2 separate regions of the Cyprinus carpio genome follow, and region 2 is linked to region 1. The links are chromatin contacts, called in public Hi-C maps. All regions are on one chromosome and are shown on one strand. The core of a region is the stretch at or near the end of the contact, and the rest is flanking DNA. Distances in the headings are between cores, read along the strand shown.

Region 1 (4,203 bases), core at 548-3,047:
TACTTGAGCCTATAGCCTTTCAGTTGCTAACCTAGCTCTTTACCAGTACACCACGTACATAAAGACTGAGTGAAACAGTTTGACTAAACCAGCTTTTTTTCCTGTAATGACATTAATCCCTATTTTATCAGAAATAAAATGCAGAATATAAAAGGGCTAATCATTTTTTCATTTTTAATATACATTAACATTCCGTATGTTTTTTTTTTTTTTTTTTTTTTACTGCTGTTAAAAGAAGTCTCTTATACTTACCACAAGTGCATTTATTTGATGAAAAATACAGTAAAAATGGTAGTGTTGTGAAAAATTATTACAATTTAAAATAACTGCTTTCTATTTCAATATTTTTTAAAATGTAATTTATTCCTGTGATCAATGCTGAATTTTCAGCATCATTGCTCAAGTCTTCAGTGTCACATGATCCTTCAGAAATCATTGAAAACAGTTGTCCTGCTTCATATTTTAGTGAAAACGATGATACTTTTTTTTCAGGATTCTTTGATGTATAGAGAATTCAAAAGAACAGCATTTATTTGAAGCAGAAATCTTTTTTAATATAATAAATATATTTACTGTGTCGATCAATTTAATGCATTCTTGCTGAATAAAAGTATTAATTTCTTTAAAAAATAAACAGCCCAAACTTTTGAATAGTATAGCCAATAGCTCTCTTTTATGTTTCAAAACCATACCTGACTGTTGTAGCATGGATGCTATTTTGAATAAAATATTTTTTTAGATTTCACTTCCTTTGCAACCATTTAAGTTTAATGCATTAAAAACCTTGATGCATGTAGATTCTGCATAGCCCTCATTTACTACAGGTGAATTACATTGAACACCTGGCTTAGGAGATCTTGGATGTTCTTTCTCCATCCAGGAGCAGATCAACTATTAGATTACTGTCTGCTCTCATACACAACAACTGATCCAATATGAGCACCTGGACCCTCAGGAAACAAGCTAGAAAACCGCATATACTGTAGCTTCCCTATTTAATAGATGGAGAAAAGTTCATTTAAGAGATGAGAAACATTTTAAGTTGAAAAGACTTGTTTAAATATTACCAATCAACATCTACTGATATAATTACACACTATAGGATTCCACAGAAATATTAATCTTCTGAAAAAAATGAAATGCATTTTCAGCGTGGTTTTGATATACTTGGCTCAATCTGAACCTGAGAAGCAATGTGGTGATTCACATTGTTTCTTTGCATCCAGCTGCAGGGATGTTTAGCGAGTAGGAGTGATTTCCACCATGATGGTCAACAAAGTTGATTTGCAGTTGTGGAAATAGCCAGCTGTGTAGTTTTCCATGTCAACAACACATGGAGTTTTGTATACATTCACAGGAAAACTGGAAAATATGACTAAACAGTTACTAATAAATATTTTCAGAACATTTCAAAACAAAAGGAAACAGTTAAAAAAAGAATAATTATATAAGAAATAAATACAGGTTGCAAAATTGTTATTTACCAAAATATTATAAAATTAAAAAAAAAAAATACTGAATAAAATACAGTTCAATTAAAAGCAAAACTAAAAACTAAATGGCCCAAAAAAAAAAAAAAAAAAAGAAACCAGTTTTGGAAGCATTCCTGTTCAGATTTAGTTTACATGTACGTACTTGTATCGAAACTAAACCACCTCTAAATGCTACAATGCTAATACTACGCATTGTCGTTGTAATTGAATTTCCACAAGGACAAATACTAATACTGACATAACAACGGATCAAAGATTCACAGCTATTTATTGCAACCACAGTGTTGTAATTAAAACTTTTTTTTTTTGGCTAGCTCTGCTAAAGCTATCCGCACTGCTCTCACCACAGAAATGCAGACATCTGTCTGACCCAGAACATCTTGCTGTCCGGCCAAACCATAATCTACAATGTTTTTTTGTTTTGTTATGATGATGATGAAGATGCTGTTTTTTTTCAAATATTTTTAGAGTATTATTTTTGTATATTTTTCTTTTTTATTATTACTTCATGTATGATATTACAGGGATAGTTTCAGACAGTTATTTAAATTATTTTATGTTTTGTTATGGTTTGTTTCGTTTCAAACCTGTCAAGGTACAACAGACCACAACAAACATGTTCAATAAATAAATAAAAAATAAAAAACAGAGCAGAAAATTGGTGCATTCAGCACTATAAAATAAAATATAACTAAATAAATACTAAAACAAAATAAAGTAGTCAAAGATTAGTGTATTCAGCGAAAGAAAGAAAGAAAGAAAGAAAGAAAGAAAGAAAGAAAGAAAGAAAGAAAGAAAGAAAGAAAGAAAAAGAAAGAATAAAATAATAAGAAAATAAAGTTCAAAGAATAGTGCATTCAAATAAATAAATAAAACCATAAAATTCATATGGGTCACAGAAATTGTGAATTAAGCAAAATACTAAATAAAATAAAGGACAAAGAATAGTGTATTGAAATAAATGAATAAATGAATGAATGAATAAATGAATAAATAAATAAAACAAAACATTAAAATGGTTCACAGAAATTGTGCATTAAGCAAAATACTAAATAAAATAAAGATCAAAGAATAGTTTTTCACATAAATAAACAAATAAACAATCAAACAAATAAATAAATAAAATACCAACACATTAATAAGTTGTTAAGAAATTGTGTTTTAAACAAAAAACTAAATGGTGCATTCAAATAAATTAATAAATAGTGACAACTTAGGGTATTCAGCAAAAGAAAATATATATATATATATATATATATATTATATATATATATATATATATATATACATATACATATAAAAATACACAATAACTGTATTCAGCAAAAAAAACAAAGAAAAGTCAAATAAAAGCAAAATGTATATCAATATACACCACCATAACTCCCCCCCCACACACACAATTTTTGCATTATAGTCTTTCAAAGACATACTGTACAACAGCAAGTGATGAAAATGCCAACATGTGAGGCGTTATTTACTGATTTTCAGGGAATAACTCAACCGAACTAGCATCGTGATCAGACAACTTGCAAAATAGTAAAACCAACATGACAAAAATCATGATAAATCGTGAATCATGATATGATTTTCCCCCCATATCGCCCACCCCTACTTCCACCTAACGTTATTCATCTAAAAAAAACAAACATTCGTAACAGTTTCACTGACATGTGATATAGTCATTTTTGGTTGAACCACTCCTTTAATGAATTGCTCCGTATCAGCGGTGGAGGGAAAATGCCAAGCCCTGTTAGATTAGGCCAGCTCTCACAGAAGACCCCTCAGAGAGCCGCCCCGGTCTGTCCCTGCATTCCCCATCATGGCGCTGACAGTCGAGGCACAGAAAGGATGCCTCAGGCTTTTTATTTTTAGTCAACATCGTCACCTCACCCCCTCTTCCTTATTAATTCAGGAAACTCTCCAAGTTCATCTGAGGTCTTTTCATCACTGCCACAAAGCAGCATGTCAGGGAAAAACAGGTTGCACGCGCTGGCACAGTGTGTTCCCTCTCGCTCTCCATTAGAGCAAGAGCGTGCGCGAGGACAGTGGCAGATAACGCGCAGAAGAAGTATGTGTAGGATCCACCCTGAAATATTATTTTTGTCCCCCAATGGGATGGAGAACAATAGAAATATATGACTCCTAAGTCACAAGAATATTTCTCAATTATTGCATCTCAATCTAATAGCTCAAGGTCACATGTAGTATTAAATGCGGCAGTGATGAAAATTTGTGGAGGATGAAATTATGTTCCTTTCTGGAGCACATCACCGATGTGTTGTAAGTGCTGTTTTATTGCGTACCCCTGACTTTAAGATTTAGGATTTAGCCTAAAACCAAGTTAAGCTCAAGCAAACCTACTGAGATGATCTCAGAGTCAGAGTCAAGGTCAGAAACGTACCCTTCACACGCATGTAAATGCACAGCCAGTGCTTTGCGTGCCTAACCTTGTTGAACTTGAAATGTGTTTGTGCATCAATGTGGCCATGGTTGGTACTTAAAGAGGTGACAGGGTTCCCTTCAGACAGTTGTGCCATTTAACCCAATGTGCACCTAGATAAACTATTAATGGAAGTAGAACAATAGATGACAAGCTTCCTAATTTATTAAATGCATTTCTATTCAGCAGAATTCAACAGAAAATATGATCTATATTTATATATCCACACATGCATATAAAATAATACATATTAATATTATTCTGCTT
Region 2 (4,549 bases), core at 2,018-4,517, 55 kb after region 1:
ACAAGCTAGCTAATCACAAAGAAAGATCCTAAAACATTTCGGCTGAGCTGAAAAATGAATCCTGGAAAATGCAGGAAGATAATTATAGAGCTCTTGAATTATAGATCCTAAGTGAAACTTTAAAAGATAACATTACCTAAACGTTTATAACCCTTTAAATCCTAGATACCACTCTCAGAGGGAAAAGGCCTGCTCCTTCCTCTTTCTTTTAAAGCCATCCTTAAATTCTGATTTTAACAAGTATGCATTGGTGTATTATATCCATTATGCTAGAAAATCAAATTAAACTATGGTAAAAACAAGCATCTTTCATCGCCCTGGAAGACAGACAGCACCCAGCCTGTCTGCGGACTCTAACATTTTCACACTGCTGAGTAAACAGTGCTATCTTTATTGCTTTGATGGCACTCCAAATCTCATGTTTACATTTGATAACCCAATTCCTGCCTGCCATAGCGAACTCTCCTAGGTAGCAGAGTGAAAGCATTTGGAAATTAGGTCATAAACTGATGTCATCGTTTAGAAATGAAGCAGAAAAAAAACCTTAACCCAAGCTAGTAAATCCTAACACTTCAGACTCTACAACAAAACAGATTGCGACAGAGCACTTTCATATGAAAACTGAACCACAAAACAAGACAACCTAATAGAGCTAACAGAGAGTCAGAGAGTACTTTGATAGTTACCTCAACTCATCATTTCAATGCTGCATCAAATGTTGGCAAGCATCTTGCATGCATAACAAATACATTTCTACTATTGTTTACGTTTTTATATCCTTATCAAATATGTAATTAAAAAAATCTTTAAGCCGTCTTAATGTATTGCAAAAATATTTAAACTCAAACATCAAATTTTAAAAAATTCATATTAGTTAAATCACAAATGGTGAATTTTAAATATTCAATACAAAATTGGATTTAGAAAAAAAAATTACAGGTGCTTCTTCCTATTTATCTTTGTCCAGACCAGAATATTTGGAATATTGCTTTGATTTGGACTCAATTCATACATTTTCATCAGGACCACTTTTAGTCTTTTGTGACATCCCTTTAACTAACAAAAGCAAGAAATTTTTTATGACATGATCCTCCAAGAAGTGACCATTTTTGGAAACGAAACAACAGTACAAACATTAGCAATATTAACAATTTAACTTCTGAATTATTTATGTGTTTCCATGATGTTAGATAATATAAAAAAAATCACAAATTAAATTCAAACTGACAAGCAAATGTAAGCTACAGTAACACTCAACAAACTTTGTCCTTCTAAGATAAAAGGAAACACACAAACTGCTTTAAACCAACCAAAAAGGCAGATCTTCAAATGAGCCAATGGTTTGGTCTCAAGATAAGTCAACCAGTTAACCTGAGCCACATTTATACCCCACTGGGAATCTTTAACTATCCTTTGCCAAGAGAGACAGGTTATACTTAGGATTTCTACTAAGAACCTTCTCTGCCTCACTACCTCGCTGCCCTGCAACCGCTGGGGTTAACAGTAAAACCCAATTACACAGACTTCACAAACTCCTCACTCTTCCAATCAACAGAACCCAGTCTGTTTTGCTAGAGCGGGTGTTTTTACATGTTCTATTTTAAAAACACAGATTTTTCCTCTCTCTCTTGATGAATCGGATGAATCGGGGGGTCTTATTTGCAGTTTACTTGGAAACATGGAAATTTTGTGGTGGTCAAACATGAATGGATGCAAAAATTGCTTTTGTAAGAACTTCCCACGTTATTGATTTTAAAGAGAAAGAATAATGAATATCCTACTAAATATTTTGAATGTTTTTCACATACGTATGGGCCAGTTTTAGGATTATTAAAGAACAAAGGACAGTTTTGCATGGAAAAACAAAGGCAATTTGCATCCCCCATGTGGGTTGAACTAATATTAATAATGACTCATTCCCAGTATGTATGTTTGCATGCCTTGGTTAATATTCCAAAGAAACCATGTAAACCCAACACTGCATCATCAACATGAGACTTACATTCCCCGCCACACTGAGCACATCAGTGTCATTCCAACATGTGTCGTCATCTAAAATCACTTACTGGCAACCACATCACAGCGTCCCAACGTATCCTACTAACCTAACAGTGACCGGCCCGTCCCTGATAGCAATCTCACTAACTGTAATCACACTTATCAATACGATCTGTCAGTTATGTTAACCAAAGAAAACAAATAATAATCTTTCCAGCCTTCAGTGTCAAAGTGAAACAGATTTATCAAATCTACGATGGACTCTATTTACATTAGAGCTGTGAGACTACTGAAGTTGTACATAAACTGTTCACAAAGATCAAACACTTGTGAAGTCATTCCTTGAACTTGAAAATACACATTGAGTTTTAAACGCTCAAGTCCAGTATGAAATCAGACTTATTAATGTATTAAGGAGTGACAAACAAGTTAGAATATGGATAAACAACACTAATGCTTTTAATATCTAAACTAGTCTATTAAAAACCTGTTGGGTTTGTGACCTAAATTAACCAGATACTGTCACCAAAATCTCCCATGCTCCCAATCTGTTGGTGATGACTCAAATTTGACTTTCAAATGTAGATCTATACCTACAGGTGCACATAATGGCACTTGTGAACACAATTACACCACACTAGAATCCAATATTAGCATTATTTGATAGACACAGTGGTAAAATACCTATAAAATCACTATCATAAACGGCAGTGTTAGCATGACCAAACTTGACTTTGTTGTGTTCTTTGACTTTGCATAGCCAAAACGCTCAACAGACACTCATGTGATGTATAATATGTGAGTGTTTCCATTTCTTTTCACTTAAGAAAAATTTAAAGGGAATGAAAGCAGAAAAACATGCAATTAAAAGCAAAGCAATGAGTTTAAAAACAGCTGGTCTGGATTTTGAGCCAGTTTTCCTGCCATGCATCGCAAATGAAAGCTTAAAACACTTTGAAAGCAAAATGAAAGTGAACCTTTCTTAGACAAGCAACAATTGTGATATTATGATCTAATCCAAATGCATCCACATCAATAGAATAACTTACTTTCTCCATGACAAAGTGTAGAGAGGACCAGGACCAGACCACAAAACAAGGTCCAATATCGCCTCTGTCTGCTAGACCTCATTCCTGTACATAAACAAGGCAAACACTTGTTTAAAAAAAAAAAAAATTTTTAAATATAACAAAGCAGGGGAGACAGCTCAACCCTTCAAATTGGATGATGCTTGAAGTCTTGTCAGGACAAAAAAAAAAAAAAATATATATATATATATATATATATATATATATATATATATATATATCATCAAAGTTGGTTAATCCAGCTTGGTGCCTCCTTACGGAGGGGGTGAAAACAACAACAACAAAAAAATAGATGCTCAGCAGCTGGAAATAATCAAAGAAAACCAATTTCGCCCATAGTCGTGGTGTTTTTGCTGGGATAAATGACCCTCCAGACACCCCAGCGAGATTATCCAGCAGCCCCAGCCCGCTTTGCGCGCACCATGAGGCGGATTCAACCGCACTGATTCTCGCGCTGCTTAACCGTGTTTAACAGTATTTTGGACAGCTTTTCCTCGTCGATATATGTGAAAATAACCCTGAAAAACACGTAGCGGCTCGATAATCCTCAGTTCCATGCTCCATGTCGTGGGAAAATTTGGAAAAACACGTTGTAGGTCTCCTCGCAGGCTGGTTTTAGCTGTAACGTTAGTCCAGTGAAACCCGCTTAGATCCGCGGGCTGAAACAGTCTGGACTAGTGTGCCTCTGTGATCTTCATCAGCTGACAGACGCCTAGCACTTCTCATCCAGCGTTCTTAAAGGCCTAAAATCGGTGGGGAAACTCCGAAAGATGCCAATAACATCCGTCCAGGCTTTAAAATGGTCTCTCTCTGCCTCCCACCATCTTCAGTCTGAGATTGCAGACCTTGATTTTTCCCTTCGAGACGCAGGCGATGGAGGACACAGATGATGAGTGAGGGATCGGATCTGTGTTCATTTAGGAAATGTGGAGTAGATCCTGTAGTCTCTCTCCGTTGAATTGACGCTGTAAACAAGGCTCGATCTCTCTCACACTCACACACACTCACTCACACACACACACTCACACACATAGTAGGCTAACGTTACGTTGGAGAAAGGTATAAACCCGGACTGGATCACGCACACGGAAAAGGATTGGGATCCGATTTTGGAGGTTACCAGTGAAAACACTTGAGCGCTGCAGGCTGTGTCTGTATCTGTCTAATTTTTTATTAAAAATATAATTTTGAAATAGTATTGTTTTTTATTAACAACTTAATTTTTTTTTACAGTATAGCCAATTATATAAAACATTATTACTATTGCATTTCAATAATACAAATAGCAGTTCCATATGATGTATGGTTACATTCTTACAAAAAATGGCACTCTTATCAGAAGAAAAAAAAAGATATTTATTGCAATGCAAAGTTATATATTTTTTTAAATGACTTGTTTGATATTCTTTTATTTAAATTGTATTCACAAAGAAAAAAAATATTGTACTTTTTTCTACAAGAGA

The links. Hi-C and Micro-C count contacts between places; a contact is called where the count stands out from the background.
Region 2: a Hi-C map of skeletal muscle shows a contact between it and region 1, with 3 times the contacts expected there. The contact joins the promoter of LOC109079742 here to the enhancer-like site in region 1. A contact is called at or near these places in 3 of 8 Hi-C or Micro-C datasets (liver and skeletal muscle).

Annotation. Positions count from the first base shown.
Region 1 is chrB7:10,688,939-10,693,141 of ASM1834038v1, forward strand. All of the region lies in intron 2 of LOC109079742 (insulin-like growth factor 1 receptor), which reads right to left. Among protein-coding and RNA genes, the nearest start is that of LOC109093825, 35 kb to the left of the region's middle. Within about 2 kb of position 1,798, at least 1 of the 8 cell types and tissues checked has an H3K27ac peak or open chromatin away from gene starts, as enhancers often do. A contact at or near this core is called in skeletal muscle, where this site is marked.
Region 2 is chrB7:10,742,286-10,746,834 of ASM1834038v1, forward strand. LOC109079742 (insulin-like growth factor 1 receptor) reads right to left here and starts at 3,268. Exons shown (of 21, transcript XM_042727217.1): 1 at 3,048-3,268. The coding sequence starts at 3,129.